Linked DNA regions of Zea mays: region 2 is linked to region 1. A link is a contact called in public Hi-C data. All regions are on one chromosome and are shown on one strand. Each heading gives the region's core, a stretch centred on a gene start, on an enhancer-like site or on the middle of the called end of the contact. The rest is flanking DNA. Distances are from core to core; before and after follow the strand shown. Region 1 holds the start of LOC100281544 (putative phototropic-resoponsive NPH3 family protein). Region 2 holds the start of LOC100193168.

Evidence for each region. A called contact is a pair of places that touch in the nucleus more often than the background predicts.
Region 2: a contact with region 1 is called in a Hi-C map of ear, with 2.4 times the contacts expected there. The contact joins the promoter of LOC100193168 here to the promoter of LOC100281544 in region 1. A contact is called at or near these places in 2 of 25 Hi-C or Micro-C datasets (ear and tassel).

The regions. Positions count from the first base shown.
Region 1 is chr2:186,950,576-186,956,135 of Zm-B73-REFERENCE-NAM-5.0, reverse strand. LOC100281544 (putative phototropic-resoponsive NPH3 family protein) reads left to right here and starts at 3,304. Exons shown (of 4, transcript NM_001154463.3): 1 at 3,304-3,629. The coding sequence starts at 3,568.
Region 2 is chr2:187,284,388-187,289,784 of Zm-B73-REFERENCE-NAM-5.0, reverse strand. LOC100193168 reads right to left here and starts at 3,842. Exons shown (of 4, transcript NM_001367015.1): 1 at 3,312-3,842; 2 at 2,727-2,797; 3 at 2,412-2,611; 4 at 1,997-2,328. The coding sequence starts at 3,656. The coding sequence ends at 2,434. It overlaps LOC103647434 (Zinc finger protein 346), which reads left to right. Exons shown (of 4, transcript XM_008671977.3): 3 at 1-96; 4 at 431-1,239. The coding sequence ends at 1,018.

The DNA of each region.
Region 1 (5,560 bases), core at 2,055-4,554:
GTGTCCTCTGATGAAACTAGCCCAGAACGCCTCATTGCTTCGGAAATCAGAACAGTTTCAGTGGCTTCGGTCTCATCTCCATCACGCTCAACCCTGGCAGTGGAGCGCACTCTGGCCATTTGATTATCAATTTCTTGAAGTTTTTGGAAATTAATAACTTTTTTCCGAAGCTCTTCTTCTGACGAAGCAGAAACCAAAGTGGTGCTTCGTTTGAGTGCAAAAGTCAAGCTTCGGATATGGTTAAATTTTTGGCAGCAAAACAGTGCAATAGCAATGAATGCTGTGGTAACTTCACACCAGTGGCGGAGGACGGAAAAAAATTTAGGTATGGCTTGGCGGACGGACCTGCTCGGCGGACGGCGGAAGCTCGACGGTCGACGTGTCGCGCTCGCGAACGAACCTGTTCGGCGGACGGTGAAGCCGGAAAGCACAGCAGCTCGGCGGACTGAGGGACAGTGACAGGCGGACAGCGGCTCGGCCGGCGAACGGAGGCACAACACAGCCAAAGGGGCAACGGCTCGGCGGACGGGGAGGGACAGGGACAGCGGCTCGGTGCCTCGGCGGACGGCGGAAGGCACAGCGGCGGCCTGGCGGCTGACTGGGTGTGTTCGTGAGCCAGGGTTAGCGGCTTAGCGGTAGGCACCAAATGGAAGCTGACTGGGTGTGTTCGTGAGGCCTCGGCACGAATGGAAGCTGGGCCGGTGGACGTACCTGTTTATTTTATTTTTGGTATGGCTTGGGCCATAATAAGCCATAATGGGCCCTCCGCCCCTGCTTCACACCTACCCGTCTGTTTATATAGTGCTGCAGGTAAGAAGGTGAATCGTCAAGTCTTTTACACCGGACAAACAGTCGCTCACACCCACTGAACGGTGGGCCACAAAACCCGAGAAGGTGAATCTGCATGGTGGGACCGCTCCGCGCTCGGAAATTGTATCGTTTCCCGACAACGAGCTCAGGGAAGGTGTTTTTCGGACCTTCGGCTTCCCGAAGCCTAAGAGACTTTTCACGGATCAAGCTCATTACGAAAAACGATCTAGCGTCGCGAAGGGGCTACTGTTGGGACCATGCTTCGCCGCCGAAGGTCCTGCAGGAAGAAACGCCTTCGGCAAATCTGTTTATACGTGGTACCGAAGCTACCGCTCATGAAGCTTCGATACTACAACGTATCCAAAGACGAAGGATCGAACCGACTTAAAGATGGAATGACTTTTTAGTCCATAAGGGTCTGAGTCATAATTGTAATCTTTTGTAAGGGGCATGATTGTAATTTCTTACAGGTTGCGTCATGTGCCTATAAATTGATGAACAGTACTCCTTTACTGTTCACGGAATCTGGTAATCGCTAACACATTACGCTGGAATTACTCTCTGTCAAGGCGAAGGTATAAATGTACCTAAATATTGTGTTTTAATATTTAAATTTATATTATAAAATAAGTGAATAATGTTATTTATTCTTGTTATTCTATAATATTTTATATTTTATATTTCATTTCGCATTGTTTTATCTCTTATCACGAAGGTGTGACCTTCGTGATATTTTATCCAAGACCTTCGTCCGAAGCTCATTAAATCCTTTGGGGAGATAATGCTTCAGCGGACGAAGGGCATTAACATTTAACATTCTATGTTGCCTTGTTCTTAATTCATAGCATTTGAGAACAAGTCCCCAACAAATATCTTTTGAGAATCAAACCTATATGAGTTCAATTGCATGTCACAGTCTATGAGATTGGATAGTCTCTAAACACTCGCCAAAGGGCATGGAGTATGACCAGGGATGCTTTTGTGTCCTAGTACTAGTTAAGGGCTTTGACAAGCTTGTTTCCACATAACTAAATTCAAGGTGAAGTCCATTGTTCAGTTGTAGAATAAATGTAGTCTTAATTCTAGGTGAATGTTTAACTGAACAGTCTCAATCTAAACACTAGTATATCAAAATAGCAGTTCACTTGAGAGCATTCTTTATGTGCCTTAAAAACATTTGGTGGGGATTGATGGATTCAAATGTGCTTAGAGCCCAAATTAATCATTAAATCATCTAATATGAAAGCGCCATATAATTCTAGAGAGTTAAAGGTGGTTAGTCTCACCTTCAAAATTAAGAGAATTCTAACTAACTTACAAAATGGACTGTACTTTTTTCCCTGGACACATGGGTGACGGACTAGTCTTCGGATTGATTACCATTAGCGTGTGGGTTATCAACTTTGTTTGTTTCAAAGCTGTGTGCTCCTTAAGCAGAGGCTAGAAGAAATTTTAAGGGCTTGTATCTCCTCGATGTAATGTGCTTGAAGTCATTAATAAAATCTTCCTGTATCAAAGGAAAAAATGTACACCATCTATAAAGTTGAAAAGGAAGACATGTGTCCACCTACGCGCGCTTGTATTAACTAGCCTTGTAATTTGTAAATCTGGTCGTCAGTTGACTTGGCTGCCCGCTTTGGCCCGTGACCGGTGCCAACTAGTAGCTGGTATATATAGTGATATTATTACCCGGTCGGGGTTTACCAACCAACTTTATTAGCCGAATTTGTCAAGGGAAAACGGTAACTTTTGACAAGATCGAGAGGGAGATTTGCGAGAAGATTGCAGTTGTTTTGATACGTTAGCTAGGCCCCGCGAGGTGCAATGGCCTCCAGGAAATGCCTGAATGGTTAGCAATAATGCTGAGAACTTGGGAGAAACCTTCTAGAAGAGAGTCTACGTGAGGGGTTGCGAAGACGACGTCATTATTGCCTCGTCCTCAAATCTATTGAGGTGAAAAAGACATGGCTCTTGCTGCTGCCTAGCGCGGCGCACACGGAAACGGACGTGTGCTGCCTGTGTGAAGTGCGCGAAGGCCCTCCCTCACTCCCCACTGCAATGCACCCAACACGGATGGCACCACCCACCGCGCACCCTGAACTGAAATGCTCTCTATCTATTAATAAAGCTGGAGACAGTGCTAAAGGGGAAACTAATCAGACTGGCTAACCGTGGAGTAAGCACTGCGACTGCGAGACAGTCCCACGGCCATGTTCGTTGAAGCGAAGAAAGAGAGGCGCGCAGCGCAGCCATATAGCTAGGGAGGGCCGAAAAAGGCTACGCCACAGGCTCTTCTGGTCAGAGAGAGAGAGAGACCGTATTGACTGACATTGCAGCAAGCAACGAGAAGGGCGGCTTTGGCAGGCCGAGGAGGCCAGAGAAGAGCAGCAGCAGAGAGAGAGAGAGAGAGAGAGAGAGACGAGTTGGGTGCAGTGCAGAGACCAGGGCGGCTTTGGGTTCAATAATATCCCATCACTCACACGCCACGGCATCATTGGCCGCGCTCCCTCCTTCCTCCTCCTGCTCTGCTCGTCTCCTCCGAGTGAGTCCCAAGTGAGCGCGCCCCGCTCCGCTCTCCGTTAACTGCCGCGTTCATTCAGTCCCATTATATTCACCGACCGCCTCTTCGTTGGAGCAGCAGCAGCAGCACCACACCAGCGCGGAGCTGCAAAGCTCCTCACGGCTGCTTTCTCGTGGCGCGGTGCATGGGAGCGCGGCTCTGAGAGGAAAAGAAGAGGAGAAAGGCGCGCAGGGAGGATGAAGTTCATGAAGCTGGGCTCCAAGCCCGATGCTTTCCAGTCCGACGGCGCCGACGTCCGGTGAGCACACGCCTCACTTTCTCTTCTCCCTCAACCATCTCTCTCTCTCTCTCCTGCTCAGGCCCAGTGCGCAGTGCGGTGATCTTTGCTGCCTCACAGTCTGTCCTATGGCATCTACCCGACGCTGCTCCCTAGGATCGCCGCATCCTCTTGATCTTGTAAGAAAAAAAACCATGCGCTTTTCTTTGTCGGACGCTCGAGTCCGGCTGATTACCAACAGCCTGCTCGGCCTCGTCCCCGTGCGGCGGTCGAATGATGCAACAGTACCATTCACTCCATTAACTGTGGTGGTGGTGGTGGTGGTGGTGGTGGTGGTGGTGGTGGTGGTGGTGGTGAGGGCGCCAAAGACCTCTCTTTTATTTCCCATCTAATTTGGAGGGGTTTCCTTTAGCTAGAAGAACAACTCTGTTTTGTGAGACGATGATGGCGATTGGCGAAGGTGGCGGGTGCTAACATGGGGCCGGGGGCGGTTTCGAGACCTTCTTTCACCACCATGCATGTTCTTGTTTGGACTGTGGTTTCAGAATAACCAACTCTCTTGTCCTTTCCTGCCTCGTTCCTTGATTTCGACGTGACATTGTACTTGGATTCTTTTTGTTGTTGCGTATATAGGAGGCACACTTTTTTTCTGATTGCCGATACCACCAAATTCGTTGGTACTTGCCGTTTCCTCCAAAAAGTTTGACCTTTTCCATCTCAACCCGCCGCTTGAGGCCTTCAATGGACTGCAACAATGCTGTATTCATAGTTTCTTTTCCTACCTGTTCCCGGATGTTTTTTTCGGGTGGGGGTGGGGGGATTGGGGGTTGGGAGAGTATTCTCTGCATTCTACTTTCTCTATTTCGTTTTAGTTGTCGCTCGATAGTACAAAATTAAACTATCCAGCGATAACTAGGGAATATTTATCTGTTGCATGATGCTATTTTCTGAACTAGATACATGTAAAAAGAAATTAAAAAATTCCCCTATTTCTGGACTTTCACGCTGGCATTCCTTGTTTCTCTTGGGAATAGTTGTTTGTGTCCATCCCGTTGTCGTCATGCTACTCGCTAGCTGTTCGGCGATTTGTTTTACCGCGATGGGGCAATCCCCTGATTAAAAAACTACTCTCGTCGAGATGCGATTCATCATTGGGCCATAGAGCTCAAGCCTAGTTTATTTTCACCAATGCTCTTGTTTGTTTATAACAGGCTTCTTTCTTGGTATCCGTTACTTTGTGCTGTGCTTGCGTTTGAACCGGATTGTTCTGTTTCGCTTCCTGGCTAGAAAGTAGGAGCATGGCTTTGCTGTAGGCTTTTTTTTTCAATCTGAATTTGTACTTGCTTTATCTGCTAGCTGCAGGTCAGATCTGAGGGGTACAAGCACTATGCTTTTATTTACTCTTTACTCTTGCGTTATTATATGGTAGATACCACTACGTCTTGCTGTTTGATCTGGGCAACTTGGTAAAGGTAGCTGGGCTGGGGCTAGTTTATTGTTAGGGAAAGTAGAGAACGACGGTCATCTCACCGTCTCCCTAATCATTGATCAGCGTTCACTTTTCCTCACGTCAAAGAATCCACCTCAAGTTGCTTCGCCGCAGCTTACCTTTTGAAACAATCCAGTAGTATTTATGCACCACTGATGAGTGCAAAGTAGCAGTAATATATATAAGTGGCACTTTCGTGGTGGATATTGTGGTGATATGCTTTTGCCGCGGTTGGTTAACCGCACCAAGGAATTACAAAGATCTCTCAGTTTGGCCCATCCGGATTCTCCGTGGTGTTAAGCTCAAGCGAACATGAGAGGTTTTGGATCTTAGTGTCTAACCCATCGCGTGCGCGTAGAGATGGCAATGGGTAAAAACCCGCTGATTATTACTTGCCCAAACCCGTACCCGCGAAGAAAAAATACGCCCGCTAAAAAACCCAACCCATGACGGGTATAAAATT
Region 2 (5,397 bases), core at 2,593-5,092, 330 kb before region 1:
ACGGAAGATGAATGTCTGAAAACTTCTTGTGATGCCAGTAACGCTGCAGGTCAGCAAAAGGCAGCACTTGATAGCAAACTACAAGAACCCAATGAGGTGAGCAGCTTAACATGGTGTTTTGATTTCCATTTGATCTCGTACTAGGACTCTGTTTTTTATGCGTCTGTGTCACGTGGAGTATTTTTTATGTCATGTTGTCCTATGTTCTTCACTCGGTGGCTGGTACTAACACTAATCTGTTTTGTTTATACATTTGTGTGCTTGAAGATTTTGCGAGCAAGATATCTGTCTACTTTTTCACATTTTTGCATTTGTTGCGATATCAAACTGCTTACAACACTTCGGCGTGTATTATGTAATCGAACTGCTTGATTCAGTCGGTACAAGCAAGGCTCATAACATTTAACTGAACTGAATGTTAAATTAACAGACTACGTTGCCCATGAAGACGATGGCAACTTCTTCATTGAAATGGAGCTGTGAAATCTGCCTGGTGATAGCACCCACCGAGGACCACTTACAACAGCATTTTGCAGGGCAGAAGCACCAGTCGAATGTAGCATCCTTGGTATCAAGAAACAGTGCCTACAGTTACAATGCAGCTTGGGTTTGCATCTTCTGCCAATCCAACTGCTATCGCAAATCAGACCTGGAGAACCACCTCAGAGGCAAAAGACACAAAGCAAAGATCCAATCCCTGCTGGAAGAATGCAAGAACTTGGCGCTGAATTCACAACCAAACCTTGTGACACAGGGTGAACACAACAACCCTGCTTTATCATGGAATTGCAGCCTCTGCCAAGCCAAGAGCACTGGTCAGTCAGCCTTAGCAAAACACCTAAGAGGCGAGAGACACAAGCTGAATTTTCTGGTGCTACAGGTAGAAGGCAAGCAGTATCTGACAGATTGGGGTTGCGGTATCTGTGAGGCCAAATGTAAGTCTGTATTTCAGTTTGAGAATCACTGCAGCGGCAGGCGACACCAAAAGAAGATAAAAGCTCTACTCTATTGGGAGTAGGCCAAATTGAAAGCTGGGGAAGATGCACTCAGGCAAGAAGAAACGTATTGGGAGGCTGCAGCCTGTTGGACGAAATGCCACTACCGTCCGTCCATTAATTTTGAATAGACTTCAATCAGCTTTTTATTTATTACTACGTATAATTTATTTATGTTACTGCTACTTTATCGCAATGCTAGCATATATGAATGTCTAGCTGGAGTGCCACCGATGCTCTTTTACATTATGTTTTTGGCGTGCGGATGAATGTATATCTGGAGTGCCACCGATGCTCTTTTACATTATGTTTTTGTGTGCGGATAGGCTATATAAGGTCATGTTCGGTTCTACCTTAATCCATATGAATTGAGAGGATTAAGTTGATTTCCATCCATAGTAAGTTAAAATCTCTCTCAATCTATATCATTCCCCTCCAATCCATATAAATTGAAAATAACCGAATAAGCCATAAATATTTTGTGCCTATGGAGCTAATATATGTACATCTAATCTCTAAATGTTTAAAATTCAACACACTTAAAGTACACACCAACTTTGCTAGTGAATTAGACTTTCAACGATCGTTCCATAAAAGCTCTTTTCAAAAAAATGTTTGGTAAAATAGTTCAGAGACTAGTATTTTTAGCTTCAACTTGGTTCCTGTGCTGAGAAGGAAAGATGTTAAAATACATTTTTTTTGTATAAAAAGGTAGAAAAAGAATTCTTACCAAACATTGTTTAAGAAACGTGATAGTATTCAACCCTCAGATTTAAATTCACGCACCTGTTAAATGGGCTATATTAGACGAATCTACATGCAAATTGACGGGACCATGCTGCACTCCGATTTTAAAAATACAACACCGTAACATCCTCCAGACGAGCAACCTAAAACTTGCAACATAACCAAAAAAGCAATTATGAAATTTTTTGTCCTTGTTCATGCTAAAGCATTTGGCATGTTCAAAGCAGTCAATCCAAAATCTGGACAGAACCATTCATAAAATCACAGTTTATTTGTCTAACTTGCTTAGGAGCATGGTGCAACCATCTGAGTTTGTCAATTAGGCAATGTATCATGTATATAACTATCGTGTCCTATTGTTCTATACAAAGCATTACTGTGCATCTGAGGGATACTGTTGCAAAGCCAGCTATCAGAGAAGCAGCTTATTTCTTGGCCAAATCAACTGAGGGCCTCGGCCTTCAACGCTAGCCGGTCTTGCCATGGAACCGTCCTCTTACCTTCAATTGCAGGAGAGTTTCCTTTATCCCTACAAACTGATAATTTGAGACCTGATCAAACTTTTCGACTTATGGATGCCATCATTCTGCAGACAAGAAAACCCTTTTAATTGCCATAAAAACACTTCTCTTGTACATTTTATGTCGATTCATGAACTCCATCACTTGCCAGAACAGAGTCTTGATTCAAGTCAAGTTTTGAGTTTTTGCTGGTAGAAGGCACTTGGGTCCCCTGCACCATGATCGGCTAACGCTGCAGCCTTATTGCTTCCCAATGGAGATGGCATGTACCGAGCCTGCTTCTTCAACCTGTAATGTGTCTGCTGCGAGCCACCCCTCAGAAAGGACTGGTACTTCCTTCTCAAGAACCTTGCGACAGGAAGCAGCTACACAGTTAGTGAAGCTGAAAAGCAGTAATAACAATAACAAGATGATACTAGCAGTAACATGGAGCCGTAAAGCAAGAGCCCAAGAACTGTCATACTTGACTTCAGCAAGCAAGGCGAGGCTTCTCCGCTTCGTGCTTGCCAGCCTCTTCCTCTTTGCCTCAGTCTCCTGCATCAAATGTTTGTATATCAGATTCAAGTCTATTCACACACATGACCATGCTATTGGATGGAGTTCTTGGATGATTCTGGCGTTTTCAAGATGTAAGTTGAAGTTTCTCCGGTGGCTTTGATGATCAGATCGAACCTGTGCAAACTGTGCTTTATAATTAGCTCAGTTTTAAAAGTCTTGGTTGTTTTTGAAGTAGTGCGAGGTGTCAAGTCTGAGTATTATGAGCAGTATTCAGTTGGTCCTAGTACTTTGTGTGCTTACTCCTATCATCGTCTGGTATTTTGAACCTAAGTTAATCCGTTGCATGTTGAGTATGCAGGTTTATGCTAAGCCTCATATCTCTGGTCGAACTTGCTTTCTGGGTTGTAAGACTTTTTACCATTTCGTAATGAAAATGGGGGCAGTGCCCTTGCGGTCCATCAAGAACAGGTCGAAACAGGTGAACGGCACGAAAACTGGAAAGGGCGAAATAGATCAGTGGGTGCAGCAAGAATCGACTAGCGACACTCACCTGCAGCAGGTCGTGGTAGTCCCGCCAGATCGCGCGGAACCTGCCCCCGCTGCCGGAGCCCTCCTCCGCGGGCGCCGCCGGCTGCGGTCTCTTCTTGCCCTTGCTCCTCCGCACCAGCAGCGTCTCCCCGCCTCCGTCCATGTCGCCGGCGAGGCGAGACGAGGCCAGGAGCCCGGCGCTCTGGCTCGTGGCTGAGGCCGGGAGGGCAAGGACGGCGGCGGAGGGGATAGGACCAGATCCAGACGGAGAGGAGGGCGAGAGGAGACCGGGGCCGCGTGGTGGCGTCAGCACGGCACGGGAAGAGTCGTCTGCGTTCCTTCCCCGCTCCCAAGCGATATCGTCCATGGTCCATCTACCATTCTACCTGACGCGGTGCGGAGCAGCGCGTCGTTCTGGCGCCTGGCGGCAGATCAGGGCAGAGAGCGCGTGAGGTGAGACAACAGGGGCGGAGAGCCATTGGATTGGGTTGGAGTCGGAGAGGAGGGCAGGCTGCAGCTGCTGGCTGCTTGGGTTGGAGCGGCATGGAGCCGGAGTTGGATGTGTGTGCAGTTGCAACGGCCTCCACCTGTTTTCCGCCATATCCAGGACCCATAGGGCCATGAAGCTGCGCTGCATGCGGTGGTTAGTTGCCACTTGCCACTGGTTGTCTTCCTTCTAGCTTTTTTTTTTTGGTGTGTCTATGGTTTCGGCAAATTTGTTTGATCCTTTTTTTTCATTGTCAAGCTTCAATACCTGACAGTGGATCGCTTGGGAAAATACGCCCGTTGCCTTGCCGGACGGCATCATGAATAAACATAATGTAGTTACTTGTTTGGCTTATAACAACTCTGACACTACTCAAACATAAGACACAACTAAAACATGATATAATATAGTGGACGTGTCTAAAATCTGTCTTACTATATTTATTACACCCAAACAAAGTATTCAATTAGTTTAATGGACCAATCAACTATATCCTCTGGCCAAGGATTATTTTTACCCAAGCACATAGGTGGCAGTCTAGTCTTAGGATTGATGGTCATTAGTGCTTGAGGGCCTACCATGTGGTTTTCTCTCTCTTTCTTTTTAGGCTATGTGCATCCCGTTATGTAGAGGCCGAAGTGTTCTTTCTCAAGACTTTATATCACCTCGATGCATGGACTTGAAAAATCAATAAAGCTTCTTTTATCGAAAAAATATCCTTTACCCACGTGTCTTCGTTAAGAGACATGTCTTGAGTTTTTTACATTTGCCTCCTTAGTCATAGTTGAAGACACAACTCAAGATGCCCACTGTACATGACCATAAGAGAAGCTTATATGGACACGTAGTTGTGCGCTCATATGCTACGTCGTATCAAAAAATGGCATCGTTTGTTTGCAATTATATACCAGCTAGTGCATATTTGCGTAAAATGGACCGTTATTGTGAGTTTGATTGGAGACACATTCTTGATAGCAGTTTCTCTCCTAAAAATCCATTGGCTAATGCTTTTCCTTGCCTATATACTATAATCGTAATATATGCTTTTCACTCAGAGCGAATTGAACATATTTTCTATTTCCACACAAACGACACAAACATGATTTCTCGTCTTAATCCTTTTCTGTCTTATTTAATGTGTATCTACCCATATGGTAACCGATCATTTACCCGTAATTGCCATTTGGAATAAAAACCTTTTAAATACCCACTAGTTCACACTGGCTCTTACTCAGAGGGGGGCGATTAAGAGCATTTTCCATTTATATCTTGTTGAGTGCAACCTCTTGACACTCTCCATTATCGAATCCAAATGCCCATTTTGTTGTTCTTCTCTTGATGTCATCTCATAATTATTCCTCAAAAAAACTGACTACCACATTGAGTCATCCACTTATGCTATGTCTTCCTTCCAAGTACCAAACACCATCCCCACCTACATGCCACAACATATGCACACATGCCAACACAACAATCTTGTCGGTCTTTGTAATAACCTAAGCCTACCTTTGCCAAACCACTTGCTAATCATTGAGAAGATTCGAAGCCAATTATTCTATCAAATTCAATTGATGTTTAGCTTAGAGTCCAAAAAATATAGAAGCAATTTAGACCTATAAGT